2 separate regions of the Zea mays genome follow, and region 1 is linked to region 2. A link is a contact called in public Hi-C data. All regions are on one chromosome and are shown on one strand. Each heading gives the region's core, a stretch centred on a gene start, on an enhancer-like site or on the middle of the called end of the contact. The rest is flanking DNA. Distances are from core to core; before and after follow the strand shown.

Region 1 (4,531 bases), core at 1,520-4,019, 410 kb after region 2:
TTGGCTGATTCTGTCGTGCTTCAGCCTCAGCTATCTTCTTTTGCTTCTATATTGTAACTAGGCAGATCCTAGTTGTGTGCCCCTTATCCTCTCCACAGGACAAGCCAAACAACCTTCTTGGTTGTGAGTTGAATCTTCTTCCGAAGCTTTGTACCCCTCTACCTCTTGGGGCTGGTGGTCTAAAGGAGCTTTGTTGCGTCCCAGTTGACTGGGAAGTGTGTTGGTGCCCTTGGTTGTGATTGCCTCTATCTTCACTTTGGTTGGGATTGTGTATCATCCTAACATGCCTTGGGTGGAGCCTTCCTCCGAAGCTCCTGGTCATCTCAGAATATCTGTAAGCTTCCTCCCTTCTTTGCCAAAAGTCATTGTCAGCTTTGATGTACTCATCCATCTTCTGGAGAAGCTTCTGCAGGGTTTGTGGGGGCTTCCTGGTGAAATATTATGCTGTTGGACCTAGACAAAGTCCCTTGACTATGGCTTCAATGACAATCTCATTTGGCACCATTGGCGCCTGAGCTCTGAGACGCAGAAACCTTCAGACGTATGCCTGCAAATACTCCTCATGGTCATGTGTGCACTGAAATAGGGCTTGAGCAGTCACTGGCTTCGTTTGAAAGCCCTGAAAGCTAGTGACTAATATGCCCATCAACTTCTACCATGATGTGATTATTCCTGGCCGAAGAGAAGAATACTAGGTTTGAGCAACACTCGTGACTGCCATGACGAAGGATTTTGCCATGATAGCGGTGTTGCCACCATATGATGATATAGTTGCTTCGTAACTCATGAGGAACTGCTTCTGGTTCGAATGCCTGTCATACATGGGAAGTTGGGGTGGTTTGTATAAAGGTGGCCATGGGGTAGCCTGCATTTTTGTAGCGAGGGGGGAAGCATCATCAAAAGCAATGTTATCATGATGAAAGTCATCATACCATACGTCATCATGGCTTGGGCTTTCTTGACAAAGCTCTCTCTACTGTGGCTAATGCCCTTGCTCGTTGTCTTATGTGATGTGACGCATCTCTTCGGCTGCTTCATCAATCTTTTTCTGGAGCTCAGTCAGCCAAAGCATCTTCTCCCTTCTTCTCTCCACTTGTTGATGAATAGCTTCTAGATCCCTAATTTCTTGGTCCAACTCTTCTTCCTGTGGTGTTGGGCTAATAGTTTTCCTTTTCTAGCTTTGGACCTCCCTTAGAAGGAGTCCATCTTGATTGGTGCCCAGTGGTGCAAGGGCAGCCCCTAGCACTGCTGTCTTCGGTGGCATGACGAAGGTAGTTGTTCGAGTTTTTCTTGACGAAGGTGGTCGTTTGAGTTCACCAGAGGTGGGCGCCAATGTTGGCCACTTATTTTCGATTGTTATGAATCAAGAATAAGGCAACACATTTGTTAAACGTTAAGGACCTTCGTCCTTCGAAGCATTATTCCCCTTCGGGTATAATGAAGCTTGGACGAAGGTTTTGAAGAACATGTCTTCATCAATCATAGATATAAAAACATAGTTACCAATGCAATATCATGCAACATATTCATTTTACTGAATGTATTAATAATATCAAAGTTCATATTACATTGGTACCTTCGGCTTGTTTGAAGGCAATGACGTGAATGCAATTACAATCCAGCGTGAATAGTACGAGAGTACTGTTCATCTATTTATAGGCAATCGTACAGCTTCATACGATATTACATACATACCCTCAAAAATTACATACAAGGTTTACAAATGACATGAGGACAGTACTGTCATTTGCACTTAACAGCTTGAACAACACCTTCTTCTTACGTCTCCTACCTGCTTCATCTTGATGAAGCTTGCTCCGTCGTACTTCCATCGATCTATATCGAAGCTTTTCTGGTGACGAAGCTCCTATAATACTTAATAATATGCTAAAAACAAATGGTTAAGCGTGTTTTTGAGGATCTTCGGAAGACGAAGGCCCCCAACAAGTTCTAATCTTTTCACTTACATGGTTCACATTCGGTTTGCCTTCTGAAACCGAGTGTGACATAAGTGGGGGTCTGCACCCGCCCATGAGGTCCGGACCATTGGTGTTATTCCTGAGCTTTTCCCCTCCCAGGACATGTGGCAACATAGGACCTGCTCCTGAGCCGGGAGCAGGTCCAGAGGCCAACGACCCTATCAAACGTGTGCGGTCCCGTGGGCCCGGCTGCTCAGTTCCTTAGTGTGCGGTAACCACATAGGTCTCTATCTTGACACAGTACAAGTGGGTACCCCAGTTACGGGGTACCGACAAAATCAAACTCCCTCTAAGAGCAAGGTTAATAGAAGAACCAACTGAAGGCTCCATACTCTTGCCACATCATGAAGAGCCAATAATAAAACTAATACATATAGCAAGCTTATTCTCATCTAATTTGATTAAATTAAGCTGAAGATATTCAATGTTTGACATAGGAATCATTTGGATTGACTGGAAAAAGAAAGAGCCAACCTTAACTCCCGCAGCAGGATGCAAGGAGACTCTTTCTCATGGTAGAATGCGCTGGAGGGAGACTGCCACCTAGGTTTTGATGACATGAAGTTGTTTAGAGCCCGCTTAGTCAGCCTTATTATACTTTTTCTAAGGTCTTTGTTTAGATACTCTTTTATTCACTTTAATTTATATGTATTGAGGGAATGAGTGTATTAAAAAAATCTAATAAGATCGTGTCGAGTAGTCTATCTATATATATTCATTAAAATATTATTTTATAATATAGATTATAAATATAAGTTTGAATATAGTTACAGAGACGAGAGAGCGACGGTGTGATTCCCCGCCTATCGGGTCGAGATCGGGAGGCGGCGCGGGGATCACATCTCGCCGCGGCGGTTCGCGCTGCCAGCGAGTTCATTCAGCCCGCGAAGGGAAGGAAGCTGCCCATCGCCGTCCGGTGGTTATAAAACTCACCTCTCCGGCCCCCCTTCCTCTCTTCCTTCTCTTGCACTACCCAACCACTCCCTCCGCGTCGATCGATCCGTACCGCCTGGGAGGCAGCTCGACGTTCAACGAAAGAGAGTGAGAGCACGGTTCGTCGCGGGGGAAGCAGAGCAGGAGAGGAGCTGACGCGGCGGCGGGGGCGAGAGTCGGCGGGGAGGCATGGACGGGCACGGCGGCGGAGCCGGTAAGCTGACGAGGACGCCGTCGTCGCTACTCCGGTCGCCTACCATGCGCGCGGGTCCCGGCACCGCATCGTTCCACGCGCTCGACGACCCGGAACCCGACGACAAGAAGGCGCAGGCGCCACTGGGCAAGCCTCGGGCGCTGCTCCGCCGGGCCCACCACCGGTTCCGCCCCGGCCCGGCCCAGTCCGCGCTCCTCCTCCTCCTCCCGGTCCTCGCGCTCGCCGCGCTGCTCATGCGCGGGGGCGACGGCGGCCACCACCTCGCCCTCCTGGCGGCCGCGGCGGGGTTCGCCCTCGCCGCCGCGGCCGCCGTCGCGCGGCTCCGCGGCGCTCGCCCGCGCTCCCCGGCGCTCGAGGCCTCCGTGCGGTGGTTCATCGGCGAAGATGACGACGAGGAGCAGCGGGACTGGAAGCGGAGGGCGGGGCTCGGGCTGGGGCTGGGACTGGGGCGCCGCGCGGAGGTGCGGGAGGGCGTCGAGTTCTACAGCAACGGGGACCGCTACGAGGGGGAGTTCCACGGGGGCCGCTGCAGCGGCAGCGGCGTGTACAGCTTCTTCGGGAAGGGCAAGTACGAGGGCGACTGGGTGGACGGCAAGTACGACGGCCACGGCGTCGAGAGCTGGGCGCGCGGCAGCCGGTACCGCGGCCAGTACCGGCAGGGCCTTCGCCACGGCCACGGCGTCTACCGATTCTACAGCGGCGACGACTACGCCGGCGAGTGGGCCGGCGGCCAGAGTCACGGTATCGGCGCCCAGACCTGCTCCGACGGCAGCACGTACGCCGGCGAGTTCAAGTGCGGCGTCAAGCACGGCCTCGGCTGCTACCATTTCAGGTGAACACCGTGAAGCACGGCCTCGCCTGCGCTACCATTTCAGGTGAACACCGTAACATCGGTTGCAGAACAAAATCCTCTGCAGGAACGGCGATCTGTACGCGGGGGAGTACTTCGCAGACAAGATCCAGGGTTTCGGTGCGTACAGATTCGCCAATGGACACAGCTACGAGGGATCTTGGCACGAAGGAAAGAAACAGGGGTTCGGGATGTACGTATTTGGGAGTGGGGATGAACGAGCCGGGGAGTGGGATTCTGGAATTCTGAAGAGCTCCTTGCCTCTGTCAGACCCAGCTGTTCAGCGTGCCCTGCAGGTATTCAACAATTCCCAACATTTATAATTGATACGCCGCCTCCATGCTTCAGTTGCTCAAATTCTCTCATTGTGCAACTAGGCTGCTCGAAGGGCTGCAGACAGCGCCTTTCACCTCCCAAGAGTACAAGAGCAGGTGAACAAGGCCGTCATGGCTGCAAACAGAGCGGCTACAGCTGCCCGTGTCGCTGCGATCAAGGCAGTGCAGAACAGGATAGATGGCAAGCTCTGTTTCATCGATGTGTGAATTGGGTTCAAGA
Region 2 (4,555 bases), core at 1,641-4,140:
GCACCACCGGACAGTCCGGTGAATTATATCCATGTCGCCCCATTGTAACACCCCTGGTGTTACGTGAACTAAAACTCTGACATGTCATCATAAGCATTTGCATTAACTTGCTTGTTACATCTAGAATGCATTTACTAAGTTAAAATTTTCGATTCTAAAGTGTGATGTTGTGTGTTGAGTATAGGACTTAGGTTGAAAAACTTGCTTGGAATTATGGATAAACAAAATAATTCCTAAACCGAGGACTGGTTGGGAATGAGCTGCATATACTAAAGTTGGATCTTAGACTAGAGAGTAATTTTGTTTTGATGGATGGATTAAAGGGATGAATCCCTGGAAGAAGTTGAAACACAAGTGAAACTCATTTGAAACCCTAAAACTAGCCCAAAAGTGGAATTCAAAATCTAGAAAGAATTTGGCAAAAGTCCATATATCAAAGTTGTGGAGCTTGGAAAAGTGAATAAATTTATTATTTGGAGGTTTCCATGTTTTATAGAGAAATTTGGAGTGATTCACAAAAGTTCAGTTTAGGTTCAGACTAGGATTTCTGAAAATCATATCAACTAGTCAACTTTGGTCCTTTATAACTTCTGATCTATAAACATTTTGAAGGTTGTCATTGTAACAAAGTTATAGAGCTGTGTGAGGAGTGTGACTTTGATTAAGTAACCTAGCCTTAAATCTATATGGAATTTGGAGAAGAACTGGTCTAAAGAAGAGCTGTTAGAAAATATGGATTTCAGACTTAGGGCCCGTTTGTTTCGTTGGAATTGAATTCCATTTTAATAATTATACTTTAGACAAAACTAATTAAGTTTATATATTTATATATGTAATATATTTGTATATTATCCTAAATCATATGAGAGAGATAGTTATATACTACATTTATGTTATAGAGGCGCAAGTAGAAGAATGTGCTATAAGTTGTACATCGGAAAAATAGCATGTAAATCTATAGAATCCATTTCCATCTCTCACCTCATGAATTTGAGGTAGGCTTATATGATAACTTTGGAAAGTGGTGGAATGTCATATTCTACAAAAAAATAGCCTATTCCATTAGTAATATTCCAATTCCTCGAAATGAAAGGAAACAAACGGGGCCTTAGTGAAATTCAGATTCTGAATTTCAGCAATTGGAGCAAACTTTGGGCTATTGTAGTTTGGAATCCAAGAGGTTTTGGTTAATGGTCACTGTATCAAACTTGTAGAGGAACTATAGGAGTATAAACTTTATTAAGCAACTTGCCCCTAGAAATATTTGTAACTCAAGAAAAAGTGTGGTTCCAAGTGGTGCTGCTGTATTTCTGAATTTTAAGATTGGAAACAGTAACTGAAACTGAGTTTCAGTGTTTTGATGGCTGTTTGAAATCTGGTTTGTGGCTAGCCTATAAGGTTTTAGGCTATGGTATTTGTAGATGAAATAAAGACCATGCGATGGTGAATAATTTTCAGTAAGTGGGTATAGCATGATCCTACACCAAAAGTGGAGTAAAACTGACTCAAAGTTGGACTATCAGGTGACTGAAACTGAGTTGTATTCAGTGAACTGAAGACTGAATTTCAGTGTTGGGTGCTCTGTTTGGAGCTATGTGGTAATTAATCAATGGAATATGAGCCCTACTGTATGTAGATAAGTTAAAGATCATCTGAAGGACAACAAGTTTCATGTAGAGAGTTGGCTTGATATGGGTCAGGATTTAGAGAAAAAGGAGTGGCAAAACCCTCTGTCAGACCTAGTGTATGTTGTTTCAGACAACTGAAACTGAATTTCAGCGAATTTGGCTAACTTTGGATCACCATAACTTTTGTTCTATATGTTTTTAGTTATGGATTGCTATATAAAAGAGGAACAGCTATGAATAGAGAATAATATTGATGAAGGGAGAGTGGTCTGTTAGTAAAGAAATTGGGAGATCAAAGGCACTGAATAGTAAGGTCAGATAGGTACATTGCAGGTCTGATGCAGTCGACTGTTAATATTGTTCAGTGTTTTTCTCTAGACTTTGGAGCTAGTTTGTGGTTGATCCAAGGGGTATAAGCCTAAGGTACATGTGGAGAAATACTAGAGGGTTGTTTGGTGGACAAATTTTATTAAGCATGCTCTCCCTATTGCTATGTAAAACTGGGAGGTTAAAGGGGATCAACAGTGAGGTGTGCAATAGGATAATATGATAGATGAAACTAATTCAGAGTTGGTTTGATAGCTGAAGAAGAATCTCCCTGCTATGGTTGCACTTGTGTGTATAGTTGGAGATATGGAGGAAGTATATGAACAAGGATCTAGAGGCCCCTCCCAATTGGGAAATGTCAAGTTTGGACTGGGGTGTGCTGTGGACTGTAAGGCTGTTTCAGTGGAGTTCATTACTGAATTGGAGACTCAAGAAGATCTTTCCCCCCCTGCTGATTTGTCTGCTAGTGTTACTCGAATTTTGGATAATGGTAAAGTAGAGATATTTAACTGAAGGTCTAGAGACCTCACTTGCTGCTAGGAAAATATCTAGTTTGGACTGACTTAGGAGCAGTGGCAGTGAGGTATTTAATTGTTTTGTTTTGCTGTCTGCAGTAGGGGACAAAAGAGATACATATATGTGTATAGTTGAGATAAGTGTGGAGGGTATAACTGAGGTCTAGAACCCACCCTCGGCTGGAAAGAATATTCAGTTCTTGGACATATTAAAGCATATCCCTAACTGATATTTGTGTGGAGAAAATGGACCAGGTTCAGTGTCCTAACCAAGGTTGTGTACTGGTGGGGTATGAGAGCATGTTAGCCACGTGTTGAAGTCCATATGTGCTGGCGCTCTAGGACACACTGCTTCACTGCATGTTGGCCATGTCTAGGGACGTTTGCTATATATATGGTGGCTCTGAAATCTAGTTCAGTGAAGGATTCACCTGGCCTTCGGATTCTAGCCCTAGACCAGTGTAAAAGTGTGGAAGTCCTTGTGCTCCAGTTGATGCCAGTCTCTTCCCAGCCACTAGGTTTGCTCTGCACAAGTGTTGGCACACCATCGGTCTGCCAGTAGTGACCACGCCGGTCAGTTTGGCCATGTCGCCGTGGCCAAGACAACTCAGCAAGGTACACGATCGTACTATGTTTGTTCTGTGATCAATCCATGTGCTTTTAGGCTCTAGTTTCTGTAGCAAACTTGGAGATAAATGTTGGGGGAGTAACCCTTGGTAAGGATCATGCCCTTGAATATGCTTAGAACAGGGAGAAAATTGCGTTCCAAAACATGCTGTCAGACTTTAATTTCAGACTTGATTCAGTTATCTAAAACTGAATTTCAGTGAGTTTTGCTCAACTTCGGAGCTTTCTTGTGGCTAATATATGGGGTTATGGACTATGGTTTCTATAGTAAAATGGAAGACCATACAATAGTGAACAAGTTTTCTTAAGTAAGGTTGACTTTGTACTGCATGAAAAGTGGAGTAATAGTTGCTTAAAACTGGGACTGTCAGTTACAGAAACTGAATTTCAATCAGTGCCTGAAAGCTGAAGTTGCACTGTTTGGTGCCAGTTTGGGAACACTTTTGTGACCATTCCACCAGGTGCTAGGCTAAGAACTATGTAACAAGGTTGGAGACCATGTAAAGAAGTACATGTTTTGCTATGTGGGTCTGACTTGGTGCTTAACAAATTTAGAGTAAAATGCACCTAAACTTCCTCTGTCAGACTGTCTGGGGGACTGTTTCACTTCAGCTGAAACTGAACCTCTTAGTGTTTTTGCTCTGCTTTTGTGTCCCATAATTTTTGTTCTATGTGATTTCAGCCTAGATTTAGTTGTTTCCTTTTATTCAATTACCCGACAACTTGGAAATGATGCCAAAAATTGTAGAAAAATCCAAAAATTGTGGGACAAATTTTGTTGGATGTCTAAAATCAAGAGCCCTCTGGTAAAGTTGGTTTTAGGATTTTTAGATCAGTTAGCAAATTTTAAGTGAATTAAAGATGTGTTTGGAAGGATTATTGGAATTTTAGAAATAAAAGTTGAGCACAACAAATTGTGAAAACTTGTGGAAAGTCTTGTTATCAGAAGATAAACTCTTGGTAAAAGTTTGGGACTGTTTGTAAGCCATTTGCTCAGAAATCCTTGTAGAGTCCCTAATTGGAATAATAAGAAGAATATAATCACATGTGGATTAGAAATTTGGAAGAAGGAACAAGTTTAACAAGTGAAACCTGATCTTTGGATAAAGAAGCAAGAGTGCCTAGTAGGATCTGGATTTTTGGCGTAGTTTGAAGATTGTTCTAATCCTCTAGAAGTTCAAGTTGTAGGATTCAAGTCAGAGAAGTAAGTCCTTACTTAAGGCAAGCATAGAGTTCTTGGTTATGGAGGTAGAGTTCCCTTGTGTGGCTTGAGAGCTTAGTGATGATATTAGAATGTTTGGCTCCCCTGTTGTTTGGTTAGTTTTGTGTGCACCTTTAGTAAGGTGTAGTTTGTATTGCTTTAAAGTATCTTCTTTGTAGTTGCACAAGTATATGCATTTATGTTCATATCATTTCATGTAGAGCTCCGAGCAGAAGGAGTGTAAATTCAAGACGAAG

What was found. Hi-C and Micro-C count contacts between places; a contact is called where the count stands out from the background.
Region 1: a Hi-C map of ear shows a contact between it and region 2, with 2.1 times the contacts expected there. The contact joins the promoter of LOC103653290 here to the promoter of LOC100277749 in region 2. A contact is called at or near these places in 3 of 25 Hi-C or Micro-C datasets (ear, leaf and tassel).

The regions. Positions count from the first base shown.
Region 1 is chr4:59,438,029-59,442,559 of Zm-B73-REFERENCE-NAM-5.0, forward strand. LOC103653290 (junctophilin-4-like) reads left to right here and starts at 2,770. Exons shown (of 3, transcript NM_001323537.1): 1 at 2,770-3,958; 2 at 4,044-4,272; 3 at 4,354-4,531. The coding sequence starts at 3,102. The coding sequence ends at 4,518.
Region 2 is chr4:59,027,348-59,031,902 of Zm-B73-REFERENCE-NAM-5.0, forward strand. It overlaps LOC100277749, which reads left to right and starts at 2,891. Exons shown (of 3, transcript NM_001364101.1): 1 at 2,891-3,085; 2 at 4,520-4,555. The coding sequence starts at 3,056.